Linked DNA regions of Mus musculus: all the other regions are linked to region 3. Evidence: chromatin contacts called from public HiChIP or PLAC-seq, Micro-C and promoter capture Hi-C data. All regions are on one chromosome and are shown on one strand. Each heading gives the region's core, a stretch centred on a gene start, on an enhancer-like site or on the middle of the called end of the contact. The rest is flanking DNA. Distances are from core to core; before and after follow the strand shown. Region 1 overlaps Ube2ql1 (ubiquitin-conjugating enzyme E2Q family-like 1). Region 2 overlaps Srd5a1 (steroid 5 alpha-reductase 1). Region 3 holds the start of Fastkd3 (FAST kinase domains 3). Region 4 holds the start of Zfp874a (zinc finger protein 874a). Region 5 holds the start of Zfp874b (zinc finger protein 874b). Region 6 overlaps Nsun2 (NOL1/NOP2/Sun domain family member 2).

Evidence for each region. Promoter capture Hi-C pulls out the DNA fragments that hold promoters and counts their contacts. Hi-C and Micro-C count contacts between places; a contact is called where the count stands out from the background. HiChIP or PLAC-seq counts read pairs in DNA pulled down with a chosen protein or histone mark.
Region 1: a promoter capture Hi-C map of liver shows a contact between it and region 3, with 2.8 times the contacts expected there. The contact joins the enhancer-like site here to the promoter of Fastkd3 in region 3. A contact is called at or near these places in 2 of 39 promoter capture datasets (both in liver), 3 of 115 datasets of contacts at active chromatin or transcription factors (astrocytes, embryonic stem cells and large pre-B cells) and 2 of 9 other capture datasets (adipose tissue and liver).
Region 2: a FOXA1 HiChIP or PLAC-seq map of pancreatic cancer cells shows a contact between it and region 3. The contact joins the enhancer-like site here to the promoter of Fastkd3 in region 3. A contact is called at or near these places in 5 of 39 promoter capture datasets (the 3T3-L1 cell line, cranial neural crest, liver and 2 more), 7 of 484 Hi-C or Micro-C datasets (CD4 T cells, bone marrow-derived macrophages, centrocytes and 4 more), 6 of 115 datasets of contacts at active chromatin or transcription factors (embryonic stem cells, forebrain, large pre-B cells and 1 more) and 3 of 9 other capture datasets (adipose tissue, embryonic stem cells and liver).
Region 4: a contact with region 3 is called in a promoter capture Hi-C map of the HPC-7 cell line. The contact joins the promoter of Zfp874a here to the promoter of Fastkd3 in region 3. A contact is called at or near these places in 1 of 39 promoter capture datasets (the HPC-7 cell line), 1 of 484 Hi-C or Micro-C datasets (CD4 T cells), 1 of 115 datasets of contacts at active chromatin or transcription factors (embryonic stem cells) and 1 of 9 other capture datasets (adipose tissue).
Region 5: a contact with region 3 is called in an H3K27ac HiChIP or PLAC-seq map of embryonic stem cells, with 4 times the contacts expected there. The contact joins the promoter of Zfp874b here to the promoter of Fastkd3 in region 3. A contact is called at or near these places in 3 of 39 promoter capture datasets (cranial neural crest, hippocampal neurons and stem cell-derived epiblast-like cells), 1 of 484 Hi-C or Micro-C datasets (nephron progenitors), 2 of 115 datasets of contacts at active chromatin or transcription factors (embryonic stem cells and thymic regulatory T cells) and 2 of 9 other capture datasets (adipose tissue and liver).
Region 6: a contact with region 3 is called in a Micro-C map of the G1E-ER4 cell line, with 3 times the contacts expected there. The contact joins the enhancer-like site here to the promoter of Fastkd3 in region 3. A contact is called at or near these places in 8 of 39 promoter capture datasets (the 3T3-L1 cell line, 3T3-L1-derived adipocytes, cranial neural crest and 5 more), 9 of 484 Hi-C or Micro-C datasets (B cells, the G1E-ER4 cell line, Th1 cells and 2 more), 13 of 115 datasets of contacts at active chromatin or transcription factors (the NIH/3T3 cell line, bone marrow-derived dendritic cells, bone marrow-derived macrophages and 6 more) and 3 of 9 other capture datasets (adipose tissue, embryonic stem cells and liver).

The regions. Positions count from the first base shown.
Region 1 is chr13:69,700,271-69,704,599 of GRCm38.p6, forward strand. Ube2ql1 (ubiquitin-conjugating enzyme E2Q family-like 1) reads right to left here. Exons shown (of 2, transcript NM_001145162.1): 2 at 2,562-3,903. The coding sequence ends at 3,772. Among named protein-coding and RNA genes, the nearest start is that of Gm35618, 4.7 kb to the left of the region's middle. Within about 2 kb of position 1,306, at least 7 of the 459 cell types and tissues checked have an H3K27ac peak or open chromatin away from gene starts, as enhancers often do. A contact at or near this core is called in liver, where this site is marked.
Region 2 is chr13:69,591,930-69,596,111 of GRCm38.p6, forward strand. It overlaps Srd5a1 (steroid 5 alpha-reductase 1), which reads right to left. Exons shown (of 5, transcript NM_175283.3): 3 at 2,987-3,088. Among named protein-coding and RNA genes, the nearest start is that of Srd5a1, 17 kb to the right of the region's middle. Within about 2 kb of position 1,717, at least 28 of the 459 cell types and tissues checked have an H3K27ac peak or open chromatin away from gene starts, as enhancers often do. A contact at or near this core is called in muscle stem cells, olfactory sensory neurons and pancreatic cancer cells, where this site is marked.
Region 3 is chr13:68,579,751-68,584,067 of GRCm38.p6, forward strand. Fastkd3 (FAST kinase domains 3) reads left to right here and starts at 2,460. Exons shown (of 7, transcript NM_027123.5): 1 at 2,460-2,600; 2 at 3,789-4,317. The coding sequence starts at 3,812. It overlaps Mtrr (5-methyltetrahydrofolate-homocysteine methyltransferase reductase), which reads right to left and starts at 2,419. Exons shown (of 15, transcript NM_172480.3): 1 at 2,315-2,419; 2 at 801-965. The coding sequence starts at 929.
Region 4 is chr13:67,449,805-67,454,181 of GRCm38.p6, forward strand. It overlaps Zfp874a (zinc finger protein 874a), which reads right to left and starts at 1,820. Exons shown (of 4, transcript NM_177712.4): 1 at 1,708-1,820. The coding sequence starts at 1,713.
Region 5 is chr13:67,482,938-67,487,100 of GRCm38.p6, forward strand. It overlaps Zfp874b (zinc finger protein 874b), which reads right to left and starts at 1,316. Exons shown (of 4, transcript NM_001076791.2): 1 at 1,204-1,316. The coding sequence starts at 1,209.
Region 6 is chr13:69,632,090-69,636,170 of GRCm38.p6, forward strand. Nsun2 (NOL1/NOP2/Sun domain family member 2) reads left to right here. Exons shown (of 19, transcript NM_145354.5): 18 at 1,139-1,178; 19 at 1,483-3,691. The coding sequence ends at 1,762. Among named protein-coding and RNA genes, the nearest start is that of Nsun2, 22 kb to the left of the region's middle. Within about 2 kb of position 1,647, at least 8 of the 459 cell types and tissues checked have an H3K27ac peak or open chromatin away from gene starts, as enhancers often do. A contact at or near this core is called in the G1E-ER4 cell line, where this site is marked.

The sequences.
Region 1 (4,329 bases), core at 56-2,555, 1.1 Mb after region 3:
GGAGCTAAAGCTTGCATCACAAAATGATGAATGTTTATGAATGTGACTCTTACGGAGTATCACCTGTGTAGCCGGGGTGGTGGTGGGTGTAGTGATAGGGCTCACTCAAGGCTTTCTAAGATGCCAGTGACCCTTCATCTGCTACAAAGTTACCTGGTGGACCACGTAAGGTCCAGCCTGGCGTCTGCAGTCTGTGGTGGGTATTCAGGATGCTCTGCTGCAGAAAGGGTTTTGCACCATGAGGAAGCTCACTTATCTGTGTGTTTTGTTCTCGTGACTTTGTGACCTCTGGCTTGATTTAACTTCTAGCTGGCAAGGGGAGATGGTGGAGTATAAGTGTCTCTGCCCATTGTTCAGTTACCTCCTTTTTGCCTGAAGGGAGATAGAGTTCTTAGCTCTGTGGAGATGAGACTCGAGGAACACTCTAGGTCTGGAGTGAGATTTCTCTTCACACTGGGCTCCATAACAGGCATTACCTTAAGGCATGAGGAGGGCATGGTGCATCTACACTGGCCTGCCCTGGCACAGACCATGGGGAAGGTGGCTTCTGGTGGATAGAGTCATAGCAATATTTGTGTTATAAGGGATCCCTTACTGCCTTTAAAATAATAAAAAAAAATCACCCATTTCATGTGCATTCATGTGGAGTCTGGTGCCTGGTGTTTGGTGTCTGTCCTTGGTTGATGTTCACCTTATTGTTTTCCAACAGGGTCTCTCAGTAAACACAAAGGTCAATGATTAATCAGCTACACTGGCTGGCCAATGAGCTGTGGGGATCTGTGTCCCCCTCCCCCACTCCCTCCTAGGCTGTCATTATAGGCACACACCACCACACATGGCTTTTCTCGTAGGCTCTGAGGATCTGCATGAGGTCTTCCAGCTTGCATGTCAGGCAGGAGAGTGAACCATCTCCCTAGCTGAAAAATGGCATTTCTTAAAGCAAATATCTGATTTGTTCCATAAATGTATACAAAATAATACAAATGCCATGCAACACAAGCTAAGCTCCAGGCACCAGGAAGAGTAAAATGGGGTGTAATGCCTTCCCACCTGGTGGATGGCAGTCACGGGGCCAGTGGGGTGATACCCAGTCTTCTGGCTCTACTTCTGTTAAAGCCCACCCTGGGATAAGGAAAGAAAAGTTCTTCACTCGGCCAGCAGATAAAATGCAGAGACCCAACTCTGCACCTGTGTCTTCTTTTCTCCTGAAACTGTTTGTTGGAATAAGAGATTACCTAGAGACTGGCTCCCTAGTATCTGAGGGACAGTTTGTGTCCTGACTTCTCAAAGTCCACATGTGAAGACACACACCATAACACCTGACAGCCGGCCATAGGTACAAAGGCCAGTCAGCGTTCAGGATGGAGAGTTGCACATGCTCACTGGCCATCCAGTTTCAGTGGCCGGTGACTGCTTTGGGGGAACTTGAACAGGCAAATCCCTTTTAATATCTTGTCCTCTGAGCCCAGCAGTTGCTTTGTGTATCTGGGGAGAGTAAGAAAGTGGTCAGGAGGCTGCAAACATAGCTGAGTTGGAAGAGTGTTTGCCTAGCATCCATGAAACTATGTCCAAAGCCCAGTTCTGAATGCACTGGGAAAAGTGATGCAAGTCTACAGTCCTAGCACTTGGGAGTGGAGGCAGGAAGAGTAGGAGAGCGAGACTAATCTCACCTACATAATGAGACTGAGGCCAGCTAAGAATGCAGGAGACCCTGTCTCAAAAGAAACAGTGATAAGAAGCAAACTGACTGGGTATATTTGGTTGGCCTCCAGACACAGTGGGAAAAGCCACTCTCTGTCCTTTGAGATGAGTTTTTTTCCTGGGTCCTTAAGCATCCTTAAACAAGGAGAAGCCCACACTGCCCAAGTAATTGCATGGAGTTAGCCAAGAAGCTGACTCTCCCTTCATAGCTAGAAAAAACAAAGTGGCAACATTTGAGCATGGCCAGCCATGCCATGCTTTCTGGTAGGTTCTAGTCAGCTTCCTGGAATCATTTTAGTCCCCAGGTACTTGTAAGAGTATGGGCTCCTATGATATGTTTCCTGCCTGTAAAATGCTGCTCATGACACATGTGTGTTGCTGCCTGAAATTTAACACTTTAAATGCAGATGAAATACTTCCAGTGGGGCTGGAGAGTTGGCTCTCTAGTTAATATCACTAGATGCTTTTCCAGGGGCTCTGGATTCAATTCTCAGAACCTACATGGTGGCTCATAACCATTTGTGAGCCCAGTTCAAAGGGGGATTCAATGCCCTCTAATGGTTTTCGAGGGCACCAGGCATGCATGTGGTTCACAGACATTCATGCAGGCAAAACATCTACATTTTTTAAAAAAGAAAGGAATATAGATATATAGACAGACAGAGAGGCTGGAATGAAGGAAGGAGGGAAGGGAGGAAGGAAGGAAGGAAATAAGGAAGGAAGGCAGGCAGGCAGGAAGGAAGGAAGGAAGGAAGGAAGGAAGGAAGGAAGGAAGGAAGGAAGGAAGGAAGGAAAGAAGAGACAGACAGACAGACTTCCAGTGGAAGCCTAGCCCACCATGATTGATTCTCGAGACTGGGTGTCAGGTATGCATGGTTTTATTTAAAATGTGTCCAATAAGATTTTCCACTTGGAATGAACATTTTACCTCTGTCTGCATGTTGTCATAAACATTATCTCCTCATTTCATGGAGCTTCTTAGAAAGTTCTAGGTGATTTAACAGAAGAGTAAAATGAAAGTGTGGGGAGATTAAATAACGGGAGGTCACACCACAGTTAGGGTGCTCTTGCCTCAAGTCAGGGACACACAAGTGACTAGTGGGTGAAGTAACAGACCGGGTCATGCAAGTCCCCTTGTGTCACCTGGTGTCCTTTGGCAGTTCTGGTGTCTCCTGTCACTAGCACGGAAGACAAAGTGAGTCCGACGACATCGGCAAAGGGGAAATTGTCTTCTTCTGGTGGCTGAGAGGAGACAGACACAGAAGCACTGTTGCTGGAGCGTTCCCTAATGTCTGAAGAGACTGTCCCTCTGGCCATCTGCTGATCTGAGCACCCAGGGAGGGGCACCTCATGTCCTGAACCCCCCCTGGTGGCCGCAGCATCCCCTGCCTCTCATCAAATGGCACAGGTTTATCTTCGAACAGCAGCACAGAACAAGATAAGCATGGGAGCACATTTTAATCAAGTGGGCAGTTGTACTTTTAAGTCAACACTAAAACCTGGCAATGTTAGATTTGTGTTCTTATGAGCCAAAGGTCATAGCATGAATGAGGTCTAAATGTCATCACAGAAGACCACAGGCCACAGAAAGAAAGATACATCTTCAAGTTATGTCGACCTGCCAGATAGAGAAACAGAGATCTCAGCAAACAGGGGCTGGCCGGCCCAGTGATGTGCGGCTCTCTTGACTTGCTAACAGCCCCTTTGTATATGGAAATGGAGTGGGCGGGGCACTGAGTTCCCTCCGGGCTGCTCAAGGCTGCTGTCGTGGAAAGAAGCTAAGGGAGATTCGACAGGTGGGCAGAGGGGAGGTGGACTGGGGAAAGTCGTCAACTCGCATGTGTTCTAAAGTGACTTAGAGACGGTCATTTATTATGGAAATGTAATCCCAAACAGTTTGCTCTTTCTCTCTGTAAACACGTCAGTTCATAAATAACTTAAGTGTGTCCTTTGCATTCAGAACACAGTTCTGGCTGGAGTAGAAAAGGGTGGAAGATGCACAGCGGTGGAGGAGATGGCAGGGTGGAGTGTGGACGGGCGGCTCGAGAGTGTCTGGGGAGCGTGCAGGCATCAGCCATCAGACACGGGTGGGGTGACCCAGCCGTATTTCTCATGTGTCTTCACCAAACTCTTAAAGGTTGCTTCAGCTTCCTTGCGGCTGAAGGACTTTTTTGACTTGCCAGCTTTTCTGCAGATCCGTCCCTGCATGAGATGGAAAAAGACACCAGGTTAGAGGCTCAGCAGAAGATCTTTGTCTCCTCAAAGGTTTGCCAAAGGCCCATAAGGTGGTAGGCCATTTCTGATGTTTGAATCAACATGTGTTGACCACAAGCAAGGGTGGGCCCTCTCATGGGTCTGATGTGGGGCGTTACAGCTTTGGTGGAGGGTGCACTGTGGAGCCAGGGACTGTAAACCACTTAGGGTGCAGGGCAGCCTCTGCTTTGTTCAAACTGGTTCCATTTATAAGGCGGGAAGGTGTTCTCCCTGCATCCTTAAGATACAGCTGAAGGATCCCTTAGGAAAATAACATCAGTTCAGACAGAAGTGGACAGCATTCTCACGGGAACGTCATGCTTCAAGTATAACTTCTGGGTTTTCTGTGATTGTCATGGAAATAAATATATTTAT
Region 2 (4,182 bases), core at 467-2,966, 1.0 Mb after region 3:
TCTGTCAGTTACCCGTGGTGTGTGCTGAGCTCCCCTGAATGGCAGGCATGAGGCTTCCTCACCAATGTTCTCTTGACTTTGGTTTTCAGGGCACCCCGGAGGTCCCCCTGCTTTGTGCAGGTATCATGGAACAGTCTCTCAGGCTTCATTTCATTCTCTTTTCACTTACATGTTTTAATATCCTTCGGGTGGGACCTGCTGGTTGTTCTTCTGTTGTCTCTGGTGTTCCTGGCATTCCTCTGCACTCAAGAGATTAGAAATGATGAACTGTAGAAGAGATTGCCTGCCTGGCCTTTCCTGGGTGCCTGTGGCATCTCTGGTTGTCTGGGAGACATTATTAGCCTTTGCATTTCTGCTCAGCTTGCCCTCAGGGCTGTGGAGGCCTCTGGGGATGTGCTGCTGCAGACAAGGAGTTGTTAGTCCTGATGCTGCATCCCCTTCACGTCTGTGCCAGACAAACCGCACTGGGATGTCAGCCCCAGCTTCCTCTGCTAGCTGGGAGGCATTCCTGTTCAGACAGGTTTTGCGGCTGCTTCCTTAACCGTGTCTGAGACGGTCTCCTCATTTTCTCTTTCTTGATCTTCGGGTTTTAATATGTTGGGTTAGGACATAAATCTGGCATCGAGGAATGAGAGGAGCTGGGCATGATGGCACACGCCTTTGATACCAGTCACTTGGAAAGTGGGAGCAGGGGATGGGGGTGGGGTGGGGTGGGGGTGGGGTCACTGTGAGCTTGGGAGTAGCCTGGTCTACAGAACAAGTTCTAAGCCAGCCATGAATACACGGTGAGAATTTTGAATGAAAAAGAAGGGAAAGGGGCAAGCATCTGGATGGCATCTCTGCTGCAAGAGGGACGGGCTGCTATATATGGAGTGCCTCTGGGCTTCCATGGGACCATTCTGCCTGGGCACCACCCTCCCCTGGGATCTCTGGACTTTTTGAGCAACAGTGAATATGAAGTGTGCCCCATAGACTCGTGTGTCTGTAAACTTGGTTCTCAGTGTCTGGCACCATTTGGGGGAGCTTATAGGACTTTTAGGAGAAAGTGGCTGTCAAGGCGGGTAGACCTTCAGAGTATTTCTAGCCCATTCCTGATTTCACCTCGGCTTCCTGATCCCTGAGGTGAGGCGTCCCAGCCGAGACATTCTGTCATGCTTCCTGGTACCCTCTCAACCGCAAGCCAAAACTTCCTCCTCAAGTTACTCTCTGATCGGTAACTGGTTGTAGCAACAAGAGAGGTGTGCTCGTTGAACCTGTCACTTCCTTGGGCTTTGAGCACTTTGTGCATCCTTCTGTCTGTGCCCTGCATCAGTCTCCCACATCTGGAATCAGGTACTTAGCACGCAGATGTGAATGGGAGGCAGGAGGCAGGGGCAGTGCCCAGGCACGCTCTCCTTTGGAGAGCCGCACTGGACTCCGCTCACAACCTCAACAACCCTCTCCCATCCCTCAGCTCTTGTCCCCTACCACGCCTAAGTTGTGTTGCTGTCTCCGTCAAACTGAAACCTTCGAACACAGAGGAAGGCATGCGACCGAGAAACCACCCCGCAATGTTTACATGGTTCAGGAATCTCTTGAAAAAGTGATAGGGTTGACAGGGCACCTCTCGCACTAGAAAGGCCATAGTCACTGCAGGGGAGGAGAGACTTTCTGACCCGGCAAGCTGCCAGTGGGCAAGTCAAGCAGGGTACTCCAGCAATGTGGCTTTTGTGAGTCACTCCCCAGGCTGGGGTGGGCTGTGGGGGCCCAGCTGCCTCTGAGTCACCCATGCTCCCGTAAGCCACACCAAGCAACCCACCTGCTCACTACTCTAGAATGGAGTGGGATCCTTTCTTTGTGCAGTCTTCAGTGCCCTGCCTTGGGGGAATAGATCATCGCTCATACCTCTTCAGGAAAAGTCACACAGCAGCCTATCACACGACTGGAGCATCCTATCACACGATTGGAACTTTTGGGTTGGCTTTTCTACTTCCTGACTCTTAGGAATTGGCATTAATTTGAAATTTGGTGTGGTTTATTTTACTGGGGTTTTTTTGGGGGGGCACATCTTATTTTTGTTATTAATCAACCTCACATGCTTTCTTTATCAAAGTTTTAGGTTCACCCACAAACCTTTCCTAGTTTACCCATCAATGGCACCCCCACTTTAAAATCTGCCCCTATCCAGTCCTCCAGGTCAGTGGAACTCTGATACACAGTGTTCTAGTTCCTCGTGGGACCCACAACTTCTGAACATCCCTTCCTCTGGGCATGACACTGCAGTGAGGGCTGTATGGATGTGGTGAAGGCAGGTGCCTCCAGGACTTTACGGCCAGTGGAAGCACCACACCTAGACCATAGGGAACATAACCCACAGCTCTGAGCTTCTCAGATGAACCAAGGGCCATGGATTTGGGCTATAAGTGAAGAGGAAGGGGTACCAGTCATTCACGGTTACACCCTATTCTTCAAACTCCTCCACACACTCAGATGCTGTTGGCACATGACTGCTTTTCCAGGCAGTATACTTAATGTATTTTTTAAGGTTTTTCTAAACAACAACAACAACAACAACAACAACAACAACAACAAATCTCATCCAATATTTTATATAGCTTTTAAAGATGGAGATTTGATAAAAGAAGCCATTCCATCACAGTGCTGGACCAGAAGTACCAGAGTGGCCTGTACGTCCTCCTCCTTGTCCTGCCTGTAAACACTGACAGCCTTCACCCCTTAATCATCTTCCAAAAAGCCAGATCTAACTGTGGTTCACGATGTAAACTTTCAGTCAGTAGGAAATGCTGCCCGGTGAGGCTGTGAATTTGCAGAGCTGAGAAAGGAAGGCAAGTGGGCAGTGTGCAAAGCAACTGTGTAGCAACTCCATGCTTACCCCTGGGTATTTTGTATCCAGTTTCCCTCCATGCTTACCCCTGGGTATTTTGTATCCAGTTTCCCTCCATGCTTACCCCTGGGTATTTTGTATCCAGTTTCCCTCCATGCTTACCCCTGGGTATTTTGTATCCAGTTTCCCCTGGTTTTCTCAGATTCCGCAGGATGTGGTCTGAGTGGATATTTATCACCATGCCCACTAACCACAGGGCAAAGCCTGAAGAATAAACAAGATGATTATAGTTAATAACTGACAAGACTTAAGAAAGCCATGCTCAGCTGAACAGCACACCTCGATCCTTTGTACTGATGTCAGCCTGAGTGTGAGCAGTGGCTCACAGCAACACCACATGTACCAGTGCGAGCAGTGGCAGTAGGCTGCTTCCTTGAGCATGCTATGGACAGCCATTCTACCCAAAACACTCTGACCTAATTCGTGGTCTCAACCTGTGTTTTTACCATGACAGGAACAGAAAACAGGACTTATGACCTGGTCAGGGGAACTAGCCTGCACGTATGACCTGGACAGGGGCACTAGCCTGCACGTATGACCTGGACGAGGGAAATAGCCTGCACGTATGACTTGGAAAGGGGAAATAGTCTGCACGTATGACCTGGACAGGGGAAATAGCCTGCACGTATGATCTGGATGGGGGAAATAGCCTGCACGAATGACCTGAACAGGGAACTAGCCTGCAAGTAGGTTTATCTCCCCTTTTCCTCTGGAAAACTGCATGAGGAAATGCTCAAGGCTTCCCCTCCATATAAGGAGAGGCACATGCTTACTGGCTACACACCTTACCCCTGGGGAGTAGGCATGGAGGTTAGGATCGTTGACTCTGCTCCTCGTCTTTCCTTTTCCTTCTGGATCTGTAGTGCACGTCCCTGGCTTTCACCCCATTAACCTGCTCCCAGCCCCCGAGTCAGCTCTCCTCAGTCACTTGGCCACTCATCCCCTTAGCTTCCATCCCCAGGGGTTACAAACTACACGGCTCTCGCTGGCCCCCACCCAGCACCTCTGAGGTCTCTTTCCCTGGGATGTTTCTTAGAGCCATCAAGAGTGTTCCTTTTTTAGGGAGCGGCGTGCGAGACTTTAATGAAGATGCATTCACGTCTGCTCCTGCATGGAGGTTAGGAAAGAGGCTCTCAGAAGTGGTCATCACTGAAAGTGTACGTGTCACACCAGCTATTTTCACCGGGAAAGTAAAACGCCAAAACTCTGCTTTATAACAGCAACAACAATAAAAAAAAATTACTCCGATATCAAAAGCCAAATCTGATTTTTCTGCAATATTAAAAATGTGAAGGCCA
Region 3 (4,317 bases), core at 1,210-3,709:
AGATCAAGACAAAGCAACTGGAGGCAATGAACCCACTCTCCTGTCTTGCATGCTTCCTTCTAATTTTTCTTCTGGCCGAGTTACCGTAAACATATCCTGGTCAACAGTGCTGTGACTAGATGCCTCAATAACGCTGCCCAGTAACTCAAAGGCTAGTTCACTTTCGCTGATGGCACCAGGAGGTCAGAAGAGTTTAACACTTTTCCCTCCACATGGCACACAAGAAAAGCCCCATCTACCCCCAGACTGTTATCGAATTCTGTATTTCAGGAAAACATGAGAAGTAAACAGGCCCATTATCTGTCAAGGGACACGCTGAGCAGCAAGGCAGTACATGGGTAGGTATATGCACACACACATACACACACACACACACACACACACACACACAAGTAACATGAGCAAAGGGGTTTTACAGGGTCAAGGTGAGGCAGAAACAAAGATAAAAGAGGCCCGTGGCTCTCTAGAGTTCAAGGCCAGCCTGGTCTACAAAGAGCCCTGTTCTGTCCCAATAAACAAACACACTTTAAAACAATGAAAGAACCGAGGAGCAACAGGAGCTATCCTAGTGAAGATGGGCTGCAGTGCAATGAGGCTGTGAGGTTTTTTTTAAACCTAATTCAAATGTATAATTCTGTGTTTAGACTCAGCTAGTTGGCAGGAGGATCCAAAGTTCATTTCTCCAAAGCTACAATGTGAGTTCAAGGCTAGCTTGGGCAAACCCCCTGCAACAAAAAATGGGTATACTGCCTCATTCCACAACAAAGTACAGGAAAATGCACAGGAATAGCTGCTCTTACCTTTTCTGACTCACTGATACAGTGAAGATCTGCGGAAAACCCGTGTGACACAGCCTGCTCACTTATTTCTTCTGCTATGGCCTTTGCCTGTCCTCGCTGTGTAGCATAAAGTAACAAAAACCTTCTCATCACCTCAGGTCATCAGCTGCAACTCTAACAGTGAGACTAAAAACCACAAAAGGAAGAAAGGGGTACACTGTTTAATGAAGCAGGTAGCCCGCAGGACACCCAAACATAATTTCAAACAGCCTTCTCTAAACTTGTTCCTTAGCACTGATTTTAAACGAATCGCAGTATGAGAGAATTAAGACAGGAGGTATACAAAAGTGACGTTTTTGAATTGTCCCTGATGGCGTGAAACCCACTCTTGATTTCTAGCTACTGTTGGGTCTTGCAAGTGTCTGTCATTCATTAGTGCCTAACTATAGGAGTGATCTGCCTTTCTGCCCATTTGTACTCTGAATTAGGATCATAAGCCTGAATGGTGAAGGGGCTAAGCCATGCTCAAACACAGTGTCGCTTACAAAGGCTATTGTTTCTGCCGTTTAAAAACAAAGCAAAAAAAAAACAAAAAACAAAAACAAAAAACAAAAACAAACTGTAACTCAGCAGTTAAGAGACCACTGACTGCTCTTCCCAAGGTTCTGAGTTCAAATCCCAGCAATCACATGGTAGCTCACAACCATCCCTAATGAGATCTGACGCCCTCTTCTGGTGCCTCTGAAGACAGCTACAGTGTACTTACATATAATAATAAATAAACCTTTAGGCTGGAGCGAGCAGGATCCTCCGGAGCAAGTAAAGGTTCTGAATTCAAAGTCCCAGAAACGACATGATGGTTCACAACCATCAGTACAGCCACAGTATACTCATATATATAAAATAAATAAGTAATCTTTAAAAAACCAAAACTGTAACTGTACAATGTTCACGTGAAACTGGGGAGTTCGTGTTTCCTGCTAGATCCTAATCAAAGCACTGGTCGTCATCAAAGATGGCATCATTGCATCTATCAGTAGTCAGCGTACATGGACTTTACACAGAGACGGTATTTCTAATTCATGCCTTACCCCGGAGATAACCAAGAGAAAAAGAAGATAAAGGGCTCTGGGATTCCACACTCCGCCATTCTATCCAGTGGCTAACGCTGAGTGGTAGCCGGCCTATATAAAATTATCTTTTCCTGAGTGAATCAACTCTAGTTAGTTTCTAAGCACTTGTGGCTTATCCGCTGGGGAGCTAGGACACAAACCCTTCAAAGGTTCATCGGGAAGCACTGCCACAGACTCGACAGGACCAATGGGTGACACGTGCGAGCTCACGAGGTTTTGGGAAAGGTGGCGGAGCCGACTCCTCCCAAGTGCTCCCCGTGAACCCCACCGCGGTCCGCCTCCCAAGTGCTCCCCGTGAACCCCACCGCGGTCCGGAAAACTCAGCGGCTCATCCCCACTGCGCAGGCGCGAGTCCCGGCTCCCCCACCGCTTCCGTCGCTCCCGCCGTCCCCCGCCGAATACCTCCAGGCGCGAATTCCCGCGCGGAACCCCGTTCTCCTCCGACAGGCACAGTCCGGGAGCACTGCGCACGCGCGCGGCACAGCACGCATGCTCCGCACGACCGCCAACAGACATGCGGGCGGACCTGGGCCAATCGCTGATCGCCGGATGTGGGTGGGTGGGTGGCCTTAGTGCCGCGCACGCGCCGGAATGTTCTCCAGGTAAGGGGCAGCGTCCGTGTACGGACGCTCCCAGGGCTCGGAAGCTCCGTGTCTGTCCTGTCCCGGGTGCGGCTTGGAGCCGCTCGGTAAGTGTCTCGGGATTAGGACCCCCGGGCTTCCCCACTCGTGCTCCGTGGGCTCCGGTCCGGTCGCGCGGCGCCTGCCTCCGCCGTTGCCCTGCTCCGCTTGCTTTTCTGTGATTGTGCGTGAGCCCCAGCCCAGCTTCTCAGCGCGAATTACCATGCTTTGCCCGGCTCATACCCGGAGTTTGAATCTTGTCGGCTGCTCCTCCTCTCTCGCAATTATCAACATTGACGTTCCCTTTCCCCATCACGTGAGTGTCGAGATTTGGAGGTAGAATCTGAATTCCAGCTCTTCCTCTTCGCGCCCAGCTTCACTGTACACAGAGGTGGTTTCCTTGGGCTGCAGGGTCCTTAGCGGGAAAAGCGTCAACCAGACGAACTGAATTACAGTAACCTAGCCCATAGGCAGGACTTAAAGTAAGGGCTGGGCAGCGATCGCAGTTAGGGTTAGGAGCCAGCATCTCGCCCAGACACAGTGAAGCCACAGGAAGTCAGCCCTATGATGCTTCAGTCTACCCGACAACACTAAGGTGTTCAAGGGCCACTGAAAAGAAATTTCAGAATGAGCCAGAGCGCAGCAAGGTCAATGAGTTCTGATTACTCAAAAAATAGCCTTTTTTGAAAACTGAAGAGACGCGTAAGCCTGAAAGCCTGAGTAGTAACTTATGTATAGGATTATGGGGTTTGGGGGGCTATTTAATCAGCAGCCAACTTTAAACATATTAAAGGAGACATGCCTTGGTGCACACCCTTCACTTTGTCCATAGAACATGGCCTTTGAAGAGGAATTACGTTGTGGTAAAACATTAATCTGAGATCCTTACATACACATAGGACTCAAGGAGTTTAGATATAAGGCATAGTTCATTTAAAAAAAAAAACCTAGTGACACTGCCTAGAAAGGGGTGTGCATGTCTTCTACCGGTGCCTTGTCTAGTTATGGTGCAACTGTTGGGTGTCAGCCAATTGGGTGTGGCAATCAGGACCAGGAGAGTGGGGACCCCCTTCCCAGGCTTTCTCTTGTTTCCTGGCTCGGTGGGAAAAGTAAACCTTGGTTTTTAAAATATTTTTGCAAGGTTCTTTTTTTTTTTTAATCTTTGTCATGGGATACTCATTCTTAGTTTCGTAGCGTTGGTGTTGTCTTTCTCAGCATTTGACCATGGTTTTTGTTTTTGTTTTTCTTATGCTAAGTCACATGTTGTGAATTCTATGGCATGGCGTTCATCACCCTGCGGAGGGCCTTTTGTCATAAGTCCATTCTTTGGATACCTGGAGCTGTGGTTGCTCTGAAAATTCACCCTGCCAGTCATGCCCCAAAGGCAGTCACAGATCGCCTGAGTGTGTGCTTCTGCTCCCTACAACCTGAGCTGTTCAGGGTCAGATTCCATCACGCATACTGTAAAAACTTCCACTCAGAAAAGGGAAATGACTTTCATCCCGTGGGCGAGCCATGGTCCTCCCAGGCGCAGGAATGGAACCAGCCAGGACAGAGTCTTCAAAACGAGGATGAAGAGATGCTTTTCAGGAGACTAAGCTACTTCACTTCCTTTGAGGAAGTGCTGAGTTTCATAAGTGCCCTGGACACCCTGCCTGTCCCTCTGGCAATGGCAGCTCTACTCAGGATCTGTGAGATAGGGAGGAGGGATGGTGAGCAAAGGCTGCCAGAAGGAGTGCTGGAGAACCGTGCCTTCCAGGCTCTTTGCCTCCGGTGTGAGCGAGA
Region 4 (4,377 bases), core at 570-3,069, 1.1 Mb before region 3:
ATAGGGAGAGTTGGTAGTTTCTATTATTTTTCACTCCACATGTAGGCTTGCTATGGCAATGCAACTCTCAGAGTCTCCTGTGATGGCATTGTTATGCCCTCCGATGGGGATGTTAATGTAAGGATCAGTAGACATTCTTGTTATGATGTTGAAAACCAGGATCTAACACTGAGATGTTGAAGGGAAAAAAAAAATCTTCTTCACAGCAGGGCCAGACTTACAGTCTCTCAGCTAGGAGAGACTGAAGAGGCTATGACATCCAGAAACACAGAGAATTTATTGGGGAACATAGATGTTTGGTTCAACAGTAGGTTAGTCATTCTGGACAGACAATATGTACACAAAACCTATAAATCAGAACTGTACATTTACAAAAGAGTTTGACCAACTGAAACAGGCAGCGTGTGTGCAGTGTTAACACGAGGGCACCTCTGGTGTCCTTTGTTAACACCTTGTGACAGGTTTTTCGATCTCAGGCTTACAACCTCTGAGGCAAAAGTTTTATCTCTTGTTTTACTTAGGGAGATTTTAGTTCATCCTCCACTGAGAAACAGCTCAATATCCTTTCAGAAAACATCTGTGTCATTTCAAGTGAGGAATTAAACACTTTCCACGAGAGATTCCTAATCCAAGTGAACCATCTGTAAATTCACAATTCATTTCCAGGTAAGTGGAGGAAACATCACACACCTCAATCTCCAGTACGCAAAACTCTGACCCTGGAACCTAGCAATTTCTGTCACCTCAAAGCAAGACAAGAGTTATTGCATGTGTGATAGTTAAAAGCTAGCTCCATTTCCAACTAAGCTGTTGTACAACACAGCAACAAAAACAAACAGCAAACAAAAAACCAAAAAAAGAAAAAAAAAAAAACCCACATAGCAGAAAATCCCCAGAGTTGAGATACTTGTGGTGTGTGCCTTTAAAAATTCCAACCCCTATCTTCCCTTTTGCAGCAGTTCTCAAACTGGCAAAGGAGATTGTGGCTCTAAATAAAGCAGTTTGGGTTGTTTTTTGTTTGGTTCTCTCTCCTCTCTTCTCTCCTCTCCCTCTCCCCCTCCCCCTCCCCCTCTCCCTCTCTCTCTCTCTCTTTCTCTGTGTGTTTTTGTGTTTTGTTTTTCGAGACAGGGTTTTTCTGTGTAGCCCTGGCCGTCCTGGAACTCACTTTGTAGATCAGGCTGGCCACGAACTCAGAAATCCGCCTGCCTCTGCTTCCCAAGTTCTGGGATTAAAGGCGTGCGCCAGCACCGCCCGGCTGGTTTTATCTCATAATTCCTAGTTTTGTTCGGAGTTTTTTTCAGTGGTCTTGAACTCCGTGACAGACAGCCATAAAGTACAGAAAGGACCAGATCTCCTCTTAACTAAACTTACTGACAGATCCAGTAATATCCACGTGAGAGTGACCCAGCTAATGCTTCCACCAGAAAGCTGGAAAGTGTACGCCCAGAATCACCATGCCCAGGCAAAGACCTTCACCCAGCCAACACTGCCCAGGCAATCCTTGAACTTACAAGCTTCTCCATTCCTTGATTTCTGTCAGTCTAACGCAGGGGTCAGTCCCACCAACCCCCGCAGCGCCCTCTCACCAGCCCTGTCCAGAAAGCTCCTCCAAATCAGCTCTTCCCAGCTCCCATTCCATCCGGTCCCTGTTCCTTCCGGAACTATGCACCCCGCACAGACCCTGGGATGACTGAACCCTGGACCAACCTCCATGTCAGAGATCCAACGGGAGAGCACAGCAGGACCAGAGTCTGGCCCAGCTTTGGATAAGAGCCGCACATGCTTACTAAAAGATGAACTGTTTACTAAAAGTGCAGACCTGTGACGTCACCGTGCTGCAGACTACATTTCCCACAAGTCTGTGCGATGGCGTTGCAGGAGTCCTAGGAGAGTGAGTTGTATTATTTAAAGGTCCTGGATTTCTACATTGATGTGTGTCTGCAATGTAGTGTCACCTACTTAGGAAACAAGGAGACCATGAACTGTGTCCAGTTCTAACGAGCCGAATGTTTATGTAAGGTGCCGCTTTTCCGGATTTTCACTGTAAAGTTCTTAATTCCTTAATTTCCGTGGAGTTTACAGCTATTTGAGGAACCACCTCACTGCCAGTTAAGTGGCAATAAGCTAGTTTGCAGAAACCAGACCATGCGTTAATCATTTCAAAAGAGTTTTACAATTTTCTGGAGGAGGGAAGTTGCCAGGAACTTATCTTTTAGTAATTTAAGAGCGGGTGCCCGGCACACAATAAAGTTTCCTCACAGAGGACAAAGAGCAAAAGCAGGGACTCAGGCTGCTTTTGACATTCAAGATTCACAGCCTGCGGTGTCTTTAATCCCAGCTCACTGCAAGCAAATTCAGGCACCTCTGAGTTCCAGGCTGCCTTGTTTACAGTGAGTCCCTGGCCTGCCAGGGCTACACAGTGAAACCCTGTCTCAAAACAAAACAAAGAACAACAAAACCAGAAATATCCAGATTCATCACAGAAGATATTTGTGAATCAAGCCTTTCCATGTTTTGTTTGTTAAGTTTACAAGTTGTTGCTCATCAATATGTTTATTTTAATCTTCATTCTACATATTATAAAATGTTACTTAAGCTTGCAAAAAAAAAATAGAAAAATAGACAAAAGGAACTTGCCAGATGTTATGGATATGCCTTCAATCACTTGGGAGGCAGAGACAGGAGAAACTCTAGTTCTAGGAGAGCCAGAGGCCTGTACTGGGACTGTCCCAAAAAAAAAGGAGGAGGAGAGAGGGAAATAGTATGTTATATTGGCAGTTTTCCTTGGAAATAACAGAATCCCTTCTGGGCCAAACCAAGCTGCTCTGAGCAGCCTACTACCCAGGGAACCTCCACTCTCCTGCCACCTCTCCTTCACCTCCATCAGACTCCTGAACCACAGGTAAGGTTCCCTTCCCCAACCCTTCTTCCCTGCTATCTGAGTCCTCTGGGGCAAGCCAAGCTGCTGGAGCAGCCCGCCATCCGAGAGGTCCTCCATTCTCCTGCCACATATCTGCCCACCTTCATCAAACCTGAGACTCCTGAAGCATACAGAACCACAGGTTCGCAACCATACAGCCCAAGGCAGCCCATCAGAGGCCTGCCACACCAGGACCATCCAGGTTCACCTTCCTCTCAATCCGGCTACAATGAGAACATCCATGGAGCAAAAGCATCTAGATGGCTAAAGGCCCTCGAAACAACACAATCAACACGAACCAGGCCAATGTGACACCTCCAAAGCACAGCTACCCCATGACAGACAGCAAGCCCTAGTTATCCTGATCCAACCAAACCACGAGAAAACTGTAGCAGCTTGAGTTCTCATGCTAATCAGGTTACTCAAAAACCTGTTTCCAGTGTCCTGCACATAGGCTAAAGGAACACTGCCCCCAGTTGGCTCTGGTTGGGAAATAGAGTTAACAGTGGCCAATGATGGAAGGGAGATAGAGGCAGGACTTTTAGGATCCCCAGGCAAGAAACAAGGGAGAGGGAGCTGGAGAAATGACTCAGAGGTTAAGAACACTGACTGCTCTTCTGGAGGTCCTGAGTTCAAATCCCAGCAATTACATGGTGGCTTACAACCATCTGTAATGAGGTCGGATGCCCTCTTCTGGTGTGTCTAAAGACAGTGACAGTGTACTCATAAGCAGTATACATGTAAAGTATACATAATAAATAAATAAATCTTTTTTATTAGATATGTTCTTTATTTACATTTCAAATGCTATCCCCTTTCCTAGTTTCCCCTCCAAAAATCCCCTATCCTCTTCCCCCTCCCCCTGCTCCCCAACCCACCCACTCTCGCTTCCTAGCGCAGGCATTCTCCTATACTGGGGCACAGAACAAGACCAAGGGCCTCTCCTCCCATTGATGACCGACTAGGCCATCCTCTGCTACATATGCAGCTAGAGCCATGAGTCCTGCCATGTTTTTTCATTGGTTGGTGGTTTAGTCTCAGAGAGCTCTGCTGATACTGGTTAGTTCATATTTTTGTTCCTCCTATGGGGCTGCAAACCCCTTCAGTTCTTTGGGTACTTTCTCTAGCTCCTTCATTGGGAACCCTATGCTCCGTCTAATGGATGAATGTGAACATCAACTTCTGTATTAGTTGGGCACTGGCAGAACCTCTCAAGAGACAGCTATATCAGGCTCCTGTCAGCAAGCTCTTGTTGGCATCTGCAATACTGTCTGGGTTTGGTAGTTGTTTATGCCCCAAGTGGGGCAGTTTCTGGATGTTCATTCCTTCAGTCTCTGCTCCAAACTTTGTGTCTGTAACTCCTTCCATGGGTATTTTGTTCTCCCTTCTAAGGAGGATTGAAGTATCCACACTTTGGTCTTCCTTATTCTTGAGTTTCATGTGTTTTGCAAATTGTA
Region 5 (4,163 bases), core at 66-2,565, 1.1 Mb before region 3:
TTTAAAATCTGTCTTTCTTAGGAAGATTTTAATTAATCCTCCATTGAGAAACAGCTCAAGCCGGGCGTGGTGGCGCACGGCTTTAATCCCAGCACTCGGGAGGCAGAGGCAGGCGGATTTCTGAGTTCGAGGCCAGCCTGGTCTACAAAGTGAGCTCCAGGACAGCCAGGGCTATACAGAGAAACCCTGTCTCGAAAAAACCAAAAAAAAAAAAAAAAAAAAAAAGAGAAACAGCTCAATATCCTTTTAGCAAACATGGGTGTCAAGCTACTTTCAAGTGAGGAACTGAACAGCCTCCATGAGGGATTCCTATTCCAAGTGAATCTTCTTTAAATCCACAATTCATTTCAAAGAAAGTGGGATAAATATCACGTACACCAATGCTCCCTTCAGGACTCTGACCCTGGAACCTAGCAAGTTCTGTCACCTCAAAGCAAGACAAGAATAACTGCATGTGCGATGAATTAAAGACTAGCTCCATTTCCAACTGAGCGTTGTACAACACAGCAACAAAAACAAACAGCAAACAATAGTAACCGGACATGCATTCTGCTTTTTTTAATCTCTCTTAGCTGTGCTTGCTCAGAAAACAAACAAAAAATATAATGCCTTATGAAGCAGACCATCCCAAGTTGAGACAACTGTGTTTTGTGACTTAAAGAATTCCAACCCCTGTCTACCCTTTTGCAGCAGTTCTCAAACTGGCAAAGGAGATTGTGGCTCTAAATAAAGCAGTTTTGTTTCGTTGGTTTGTTTTTTACCTTTTAATTCCTAGTTTTATTTGGTGATCTTTCTCAGTGGTCCTGAACTCCGTAACAGACAGCCATAAAGTACAGAAAGGACCAGATCTCCTCTTATCTAAACATACTGAGCGATCCAGTAACATCCACGTGAGAGTGACCCAGCTAATACTTCCACCAGAAAGCTGGAAAGTGAACGCCCAGAATCACCATGACCAGGCAAAGACCTTCACCCAGCCAACATTGCCTAGGCAATCCTTGAACTTACAAGCTTCTCCATTCCTTGAATTCTGTCGGTCTAAACAGAGGTCAGTCCCACTAACCCCCGCAGCGCCCTCTCACCAGCCCTGTCCAGAAAGCTCCTCCAAATCAGCTCCTCCCAGCTTCCATTCCACCCGGTCCCTGTTCCCTCCGGACCTATGCACCCCGCACAGACCCTGGGGTGACTGAACCCTGGACCAACCTCCATGTCAGAGATCCAACGGGAGAGCACAGCAGGACCAGAGTCTGGCCCAGCTTTGGATAAGAGCCGCACATGCTTACCAAAAGCTGAACTCTTGTTTACCAAAGTACCGATCTGTGACGTCACCGTGCTACAGACTACATTTCCCACAAGTCTGTGCGATGGCGTTGCAGGAGTCTTAGGAGAGTGAGTTGTACTACAAAATGGTCCTGGATTTCTGCATTGATGTCTGTCACCTAGTTAGTGTCGCCTAGTTAAGAAGCATGGAGGCCACGAACTGAGCCCAGTTCTAACGAGCCGAGTGCATTCCTCAGTTTCTGTGGTCCAGCTTAAAGGGGCAGAGGATTTTCTTGGCAAAGTTCTTAATTTCTTCATTTCCGGTGAAATTTACAGCTATTTGAGGAAACTGCCTCAAGGCTTTGGCTTAATACCCAGTACTGCACATACTTAAGTGAGCCGCGTTCTCCTGTATTGACACCCTGTGTGAATATTTGTCAGTGTACTGAGTTACCAAGATGGTAAGAGATAGAGACACTCCAGGATGTGATAAGCTTTAGCAAAAGCCGCCGGGGAATCAGCTTCTGATGGACTGACAGCCAATGTGTCGGGTTTACCAGGATTGTTTTATAACTGAGGTTATGCTAAGCTTTTGATATTCCCAAAGAAGACAATGCCATGGATTTTAGGTAACAATCACGGATTATTTACAGGAGATCACCACAAGGCTTAAGCGCCATCACTCTGGATGCCCTGTGCAATGGCTCTTCTAGAAATCAACTACAAGCCGTACACAGATCACAAGCCACTGCAGGAAATCGTTTTCATGTGAATATTGGAATCCATTCGTGTCGGAGGTTAGTCAAGAGAAACAGACTAAATCATCGAACAATTTTATTTATTTATTTAGATTTTTCGAGACAGGGTTTCTCTGTTTAGACCTGGCTGTCCTGGAACTCACTTTGTAGACCAGGCTGGCCTCAAACTCAGAAATCTGCCTGCCTCTGCCTCCGGAGTATCGAACAATTTTAAAGTCCTCCTCTCTGTTGTTTATCAGTAAAGATCGCCCAGATCCATCGCAGATCCTTTGTCCATATTTTCAACCTTTAGCTTATGTAAGTGTTGTGGGTTGTCCTGATGTTGTTTGAATTTTCATGTTAATTCTGCATCCTCAAGAGGGGTGGCCCCCGGGAGAGTGGTGGATCAAGTACTCAGGTGCTCTCCTGTGAATCTTCTCCCCATTTACTGGTCAATAAAAGCAAAAGCCTGTGATTGGGCCGTGGAGAGGAAAGGTGAGAGAGGAGATCTTGGAGAGCGAGAGATGGGGAGGGAGAGATGACAGGAGAGGAGGAAGCAGCAGCTAAGATGGAGCTGAACCACGTGACCAGGAGAAACTGCAGATAACCAACGGTCTCCTAGCTGGGGATAAGTTAGTATAGTTCTGCCAATCTAGGTTTATTGCTTATAAATATAATAACTGGATTGTATGTGTTTTTGTACGGGACTATTGGAGTTGAAGATTACTGTTACATGTAAGAAAGTTAGTTTTAGTGAGTCTCAGAAATATTTCTCTTAGTTACTGTACCTCACTTTGGAACTTGGCCTTTACATGAACCTGATGAACAGAAGTCTGTAAGATTCTCTGAATAATCTGAAGCACAAAGTGGAACTCAGTGATTTTGCTTCATATGGATCTGATTTGCGTTTGCTTACTCCTCAGCCATCTACTTATCTTTCACATTTACATGTATTCTTGTGTTCAAAACCATGTTTTACGGCATGTATGGCCAGCAAGCTTCCATAATAGTTCATTTCCTGTCCCTGGCCATCTTGTTTGCAATCTTAATTTCTCTAAGTATTTTATACATTGTTTAATTAATACCCATAAATACACTGTTCAACAGCCTCACTCTTGTTTCTGACTTTCCATAATATTAGTCATCATAGAACTAGGGAAAAAAATACAATGACACATAAAAGAACAGAGATTAAAAAAGCAACGACAGAGAAATGACATTTGAGATATATCTTAGCCGGGCAGTGGTGGCACATGCCTTTAATCCCAGCACTTGGGAGGCAGAGGCAGGTAGATTTCTGAGTTCGAGGCCAGTCTGGTCTAGAGTGAGCTCCAGGACAGGTAGGGCTATACAGAGAAACCCTGTCTCAAAAAAAAAAAAAAAAATATATATATATATATATATATATATATATATATATATATATATATATATATATATATATATATATAATCTTAGCTGACCTCAAATTCTACTACAAAGCTATAATGAGGACTGCTTGAAATTAATAAAACATTAAGATTTTTAAAAAGTACAGACAATGCATTGTAAAACAAGACCCAAGGATAAATGCTAATGCAATGGACATGCTATTTTTGACAAAAAGTATAAAAACCAGGACTGGACCTGATAGGTTTTTTTTCAACAAATATTGTTGTCAAAACTGGATATGCCCTGTTGCAGGATTTTCTCTGTCCAATCACATTAGGGCACTGACAGGCCTGTGATTGGACAGGAAAAGGGAGGCGGAGCTAGGAGTTTGGGGAACAGGGAGAGATAAAAGAGGTAAGGGGAAGGGAGAAGGGGAGAAGGCAACAAGGAAGCAGGTGAACAGGAAGATGATCCTGATCCCACGTGGTTTTAAACAGCAACAAGTAGCTAAGATTGTCACAAGGTTAGAATAATTGGGTTAAAGCTTTATCAATTGGCTCTGAAATTATTGTATTGGCATCTTGTAAATTGTGATCTTATTGTTATATAAATCTGATTGGATAATTAAGCTTAAGAGTCTTGTTTCTACTGGGTAACGGTGTTGAGATGGCTGATCGTGGGAATGTGGGGGTGTTGCGTGGAAGATGAATTCAGTAGCTGGGAGAGAGTAGCTCAGTGGTGAGAACGCGCAGAGCTGGACCCTGCCAGGACATAGTGTTGTGGCCCGCCAGTACC
Region 6 (4,081 bases), core at 397-2,896, 1.1 Mb after region 3:
CTTAGTGATGTGCAGTGCCATTTATGGTAAAGACCTGAGCCCTTTTGAGGGTTCTTTGCCTTGTCCCTCATGGAACCCCAACTTGTACTTGGCCTGACCCCTTAAGCTGAGCTGGCCCATCAGACCAGCAGTCTTGGTTGCACTGTCCTCTTACAACTCCCAAACTCCAGTGTTCGTTCTCCGTGGCGACATCTTCACCAAGTGTGTCCCGTTTGCTTTTCTTCTGTTTGTACCCTTACACATCTGTTGTGAGTGCAGCTCAGCCTAGGGTACCATCCGTTCTGTCTTTGTCTCCTGTACTCTCCTCGCCCTGGTGTGAGGCACACCTGCACTTTCAGCAGAGAAGGAGCAGGGACTTCACAGTTCTTTCTTTTAATTCTTTTTTTTTAAAGATGTATTTATATATTTTATGTATATGAGTACACTAGCTGTACAGATGGTTGTGAGCCACCATGTGGTTGCTGGGATTTGAACTAGGACCTTTGACAGAACAGTCAGTGCTCTTACTCGCTGAGCCATCTCGCCAGCCCCTTTCTTTTAATTCTTCTGTGAAGGTTTATTTTACTTTATATCTTTGGTTGGGTATGAGGCATAGTACACATGTAGAAGACAGAAGGCAACCTGCAGAGATTGGCTTCCTCTGCCTGCCCACATGGGTTCTGGATCTAACCTCATGCTCCAGTCTTCAGGCTTGGGCAGGAAGCACTTGGACTAGCTGAGCTGTCCCACTGACCCTTACCCTGTATTGAGGTGATAGAGTATAGGACTTGGTAATTCTCATGTTATTTTGTGCTGTAGCTAGTTGAGACTGTTTAACCTTGAGTGTTGAGAACTGACCAGTTAACTCTCAACTTCATGCTTCTTCCCCAGAGAGTGTGCTAAATACTACACACTTATACACACTTGCATATACACCACCCTCCCTCCCTCCCTCCCTCCCTCCCTCCCTCCCTCCCTCCCTCCCTCCCTCCCTCCTTCCTTCCTCTGTCATTTGGGCTCCCCTGTGATTTTCTACCACCTATATCCCTGAGACCAAGAGCTCACTGACCCTTCTTGGAAACAGCACACACATCTGCTCAGTGGTTATGGTCACCAAGTGAAAGCCTTGTCACGAGTGTCTTTCTCTTTTTTTTTCCAGCAAAGGGAAGTGTTGTGCTGAAGTATGAGCCAGATTCTGCGTAAGTATGCGTGCCTCCGTGTTGGATAAGTAGCTGTGCGTGGCAGCTCATGGTGTGACCGCAACACTTACTTGAAGGCTAGAACAGGAGCCACAGCCTGCAGGGGTTTTAGGGCCTTGCTCTTCTTTGGGAAGTTCTCAGCAGCAGAGGCACTAAGGGTAGCAGGCAGGGTCACAACTCTGACCGCATACATGCAGGATAGGGCAGTGGGCACAGCACTTTTTCCAGAGGTTGTGTGTTGGTATCACAAGATGGTGGAGTGAATAGCATGCTTAATGCTTACACGGGACTTCTTTTTTGGCAGGAATCCAGACACCCTCCAGTGCCCCATCGTGCTGTGTGGGTGGCGGGGAAAGGCCTCTATTCGAACTTTTGTGCCCAAAAATGAGCGGCTTCATTATCTCAGGATGATGGGTCTGGAGGTACTGGGAGAAAAGAAGAAAGAGGGAGTCATTCTTACCAATGAGAATGCTGCCAGCCCAGAGCAGCCTGGAGATGAGGATGCCAAGCAGACAGCACAAGACCCCTGCGTCCCAGACTCCGTCCCTGGCTGTGATGCAGCTGCAGCTGAGCCATCCCGGTGAAGGAGTCTTCACACAATGAATTGGTACCATCCGTTGTTGGAGATCAAACCTAGAATGTCCTTAGCCAGGGACCTGGAAATGAGTGGTGGCCACAGTCTGTTAGGAGTCGCTTTTGCAGAGTGGATACATGTTTCTGCTGTTAAAGGCTAACAGCCTTTGCAGAAGTTCAGATCCCTTGTTGGCCAGTATTGACCTAGTCTTCTAAAACGACAGTAAAAGTCTACAAGTCTTTGGGAAGCAGCTCTATCTATCTATGCTTTAATACTTTCTGGACTGCACACCAGTGTGCTGTGCAGTCATGCTGACACTGAGGTCTCAGGTGACTTCTGTGCCTTTGTGATAAAGGGTGAGATAAGCCATCTCAGAGGGAAGGCTGGTGAATCATGACAGCAGTTTTGGGGACCGTTTGTGCTTATCCTGGAGTTGTTTTAAGTGGGGTGGAGATTGCTTGGGTCATGAAATAAAGAGCTATTATGATCATGTATCTTGGCATGAGACTTGGATTTGCTTTTAGTTGGCTAATGGGAGAGAAAAGCCAGCCCTCTGGTGTCTCATACAGGACTTGAAGCTGGACTGTCAGCCGTGTTTCCCTCGCCCAGATTCTCCCGGCAGAGTCCTTGCAGGAGCTCTTCCTTCCCTCTGTCTGTAATGCATTTTGTCCGCACAGTTGAGCATCAGTTACACCAATGCTCTTCCGGCCTCCCTATATGTGCTCTGAGCTAAACAGGCTACCTCTGGGAACTCAGCTGTGCCTTGCTCATAAACGATCAGTCCAGCTGGATTTGATGACTGTTTATATGCCCTGGGGAGGGTCATAGGAGCCTCACCTAAATGTCCAGCTGTGCCATTCCTCAAGTTGTATGTAACTCTTCCTTGGGGAGGGACCGGAGGATACAGGCCAAAGAAGACCAGGGTGGGATTCCATCTCTGTGGCTATGGGAAAGCTGTCATCTGCTGGTTAAAGACTTTGGCACTGCCTTTGCAGGGTAGGGAAACCCAAGCCTCTGTAAGTAGCGCTCACCTGCTCTACAAGTAAGCCCAGAAACTCATTGGTTCCCAGAATGAATTCTGGTAGAGCTGTGGAGTGTGGATGAAACACTGTTGGGCTCTTAGGAGGAGGGGCAGACTTTGCTTAGTTCCCTGCCCGGGGGAGGCATTTTAGCAGCAGTGGGTCTTTCCTGGCATAGGTCTTACACTTGGACCTGACCTTGAGGTGAGTAGATCAATAAGCCGTAGCCATTGCAAGTACCTCACTGTCAAGAAGACGGGTGTCAGCCTCAGCCAGTGCTACCCAGGCTGCCTCCATCTTGTGACTCCTCCTCTTACAGGGTGCGGGTTAGTTACTTTGTAAAATATTTTTGGGCTTTTAAGTCTAACTAGAGCAGATAGGCAGTGCAGCTAGGGCTTGTGTTACCATTGGTTGTCACCTCGTGGTGACAGCTTTGCTTGTTGGCAGGCAGGTGTCTGCCATTGTCTTCGTCCTTATTTGTGTCTTACAGGGAGGTCTCCTAAGACTTGGTTCTTTTTCCTCATCAGACTTCAACAGCATCAGCATTGTTTTTTGAGACATGATTTTGTTAAGTTTTGACCCTGAGAACCTCCTGCTTCAGCCTCCTAGGTACTGGGCTTCTCAGCATGAGTTGCCATGCCAGCTTTGGATGCCGTCCTGTAGAGACCCCCTTAGCAGATGAAACTTACTCTGATTCTTGGTCAAATCCTACTGGGAGGACAGGCCGGGTGGCAATCCTGGGTGCCATTCATGCTGTGTGCTTTTCCCTTGGGTTCCAGAATATTTTAAATGGTTCCAATGAATGCTTATAGTGAAGTGTGTTTTCTTTTCAATTTCAGTACGGTTTGTCTGATTCCCATAAGGTGCTGCTCTGTGGAAGTAAAGACATTTGCCTATAGGACTTCTTGGCCTTGCATAAAGGGTTGTGTGTGCTTGTATTTCCTAAGTGGTCACTGAAGTGGCTTTGTAGAGCGGGTGTAAAGTAGCCATTTCATCTTTATGGGTAGAGTAAAAGACTTGAAACACTTCTGGGGCTGGAGCGATGGCTCAGGAGTTGAGAGTACTTGCTTGCTCTGCAGAGGACCTGAGTTCAGTTTCCAGCACCCATGTCAGTGGCTCACATCTCCAGGAAATGTAAGCGCCCTCTTCTGGTGTCTGCATGTACTTGGACATACATACACCTGTGTGCAAATTACAAGAAAAAGGCTAGGGTAGCTGGGCATGATGGCGCACGCCTTTAATCCCAACACTGGGGAGGCAGAGGCAGGCGGATTTCTGAGTTCGAGGACAGCCAGGGCTATACAGAGAAA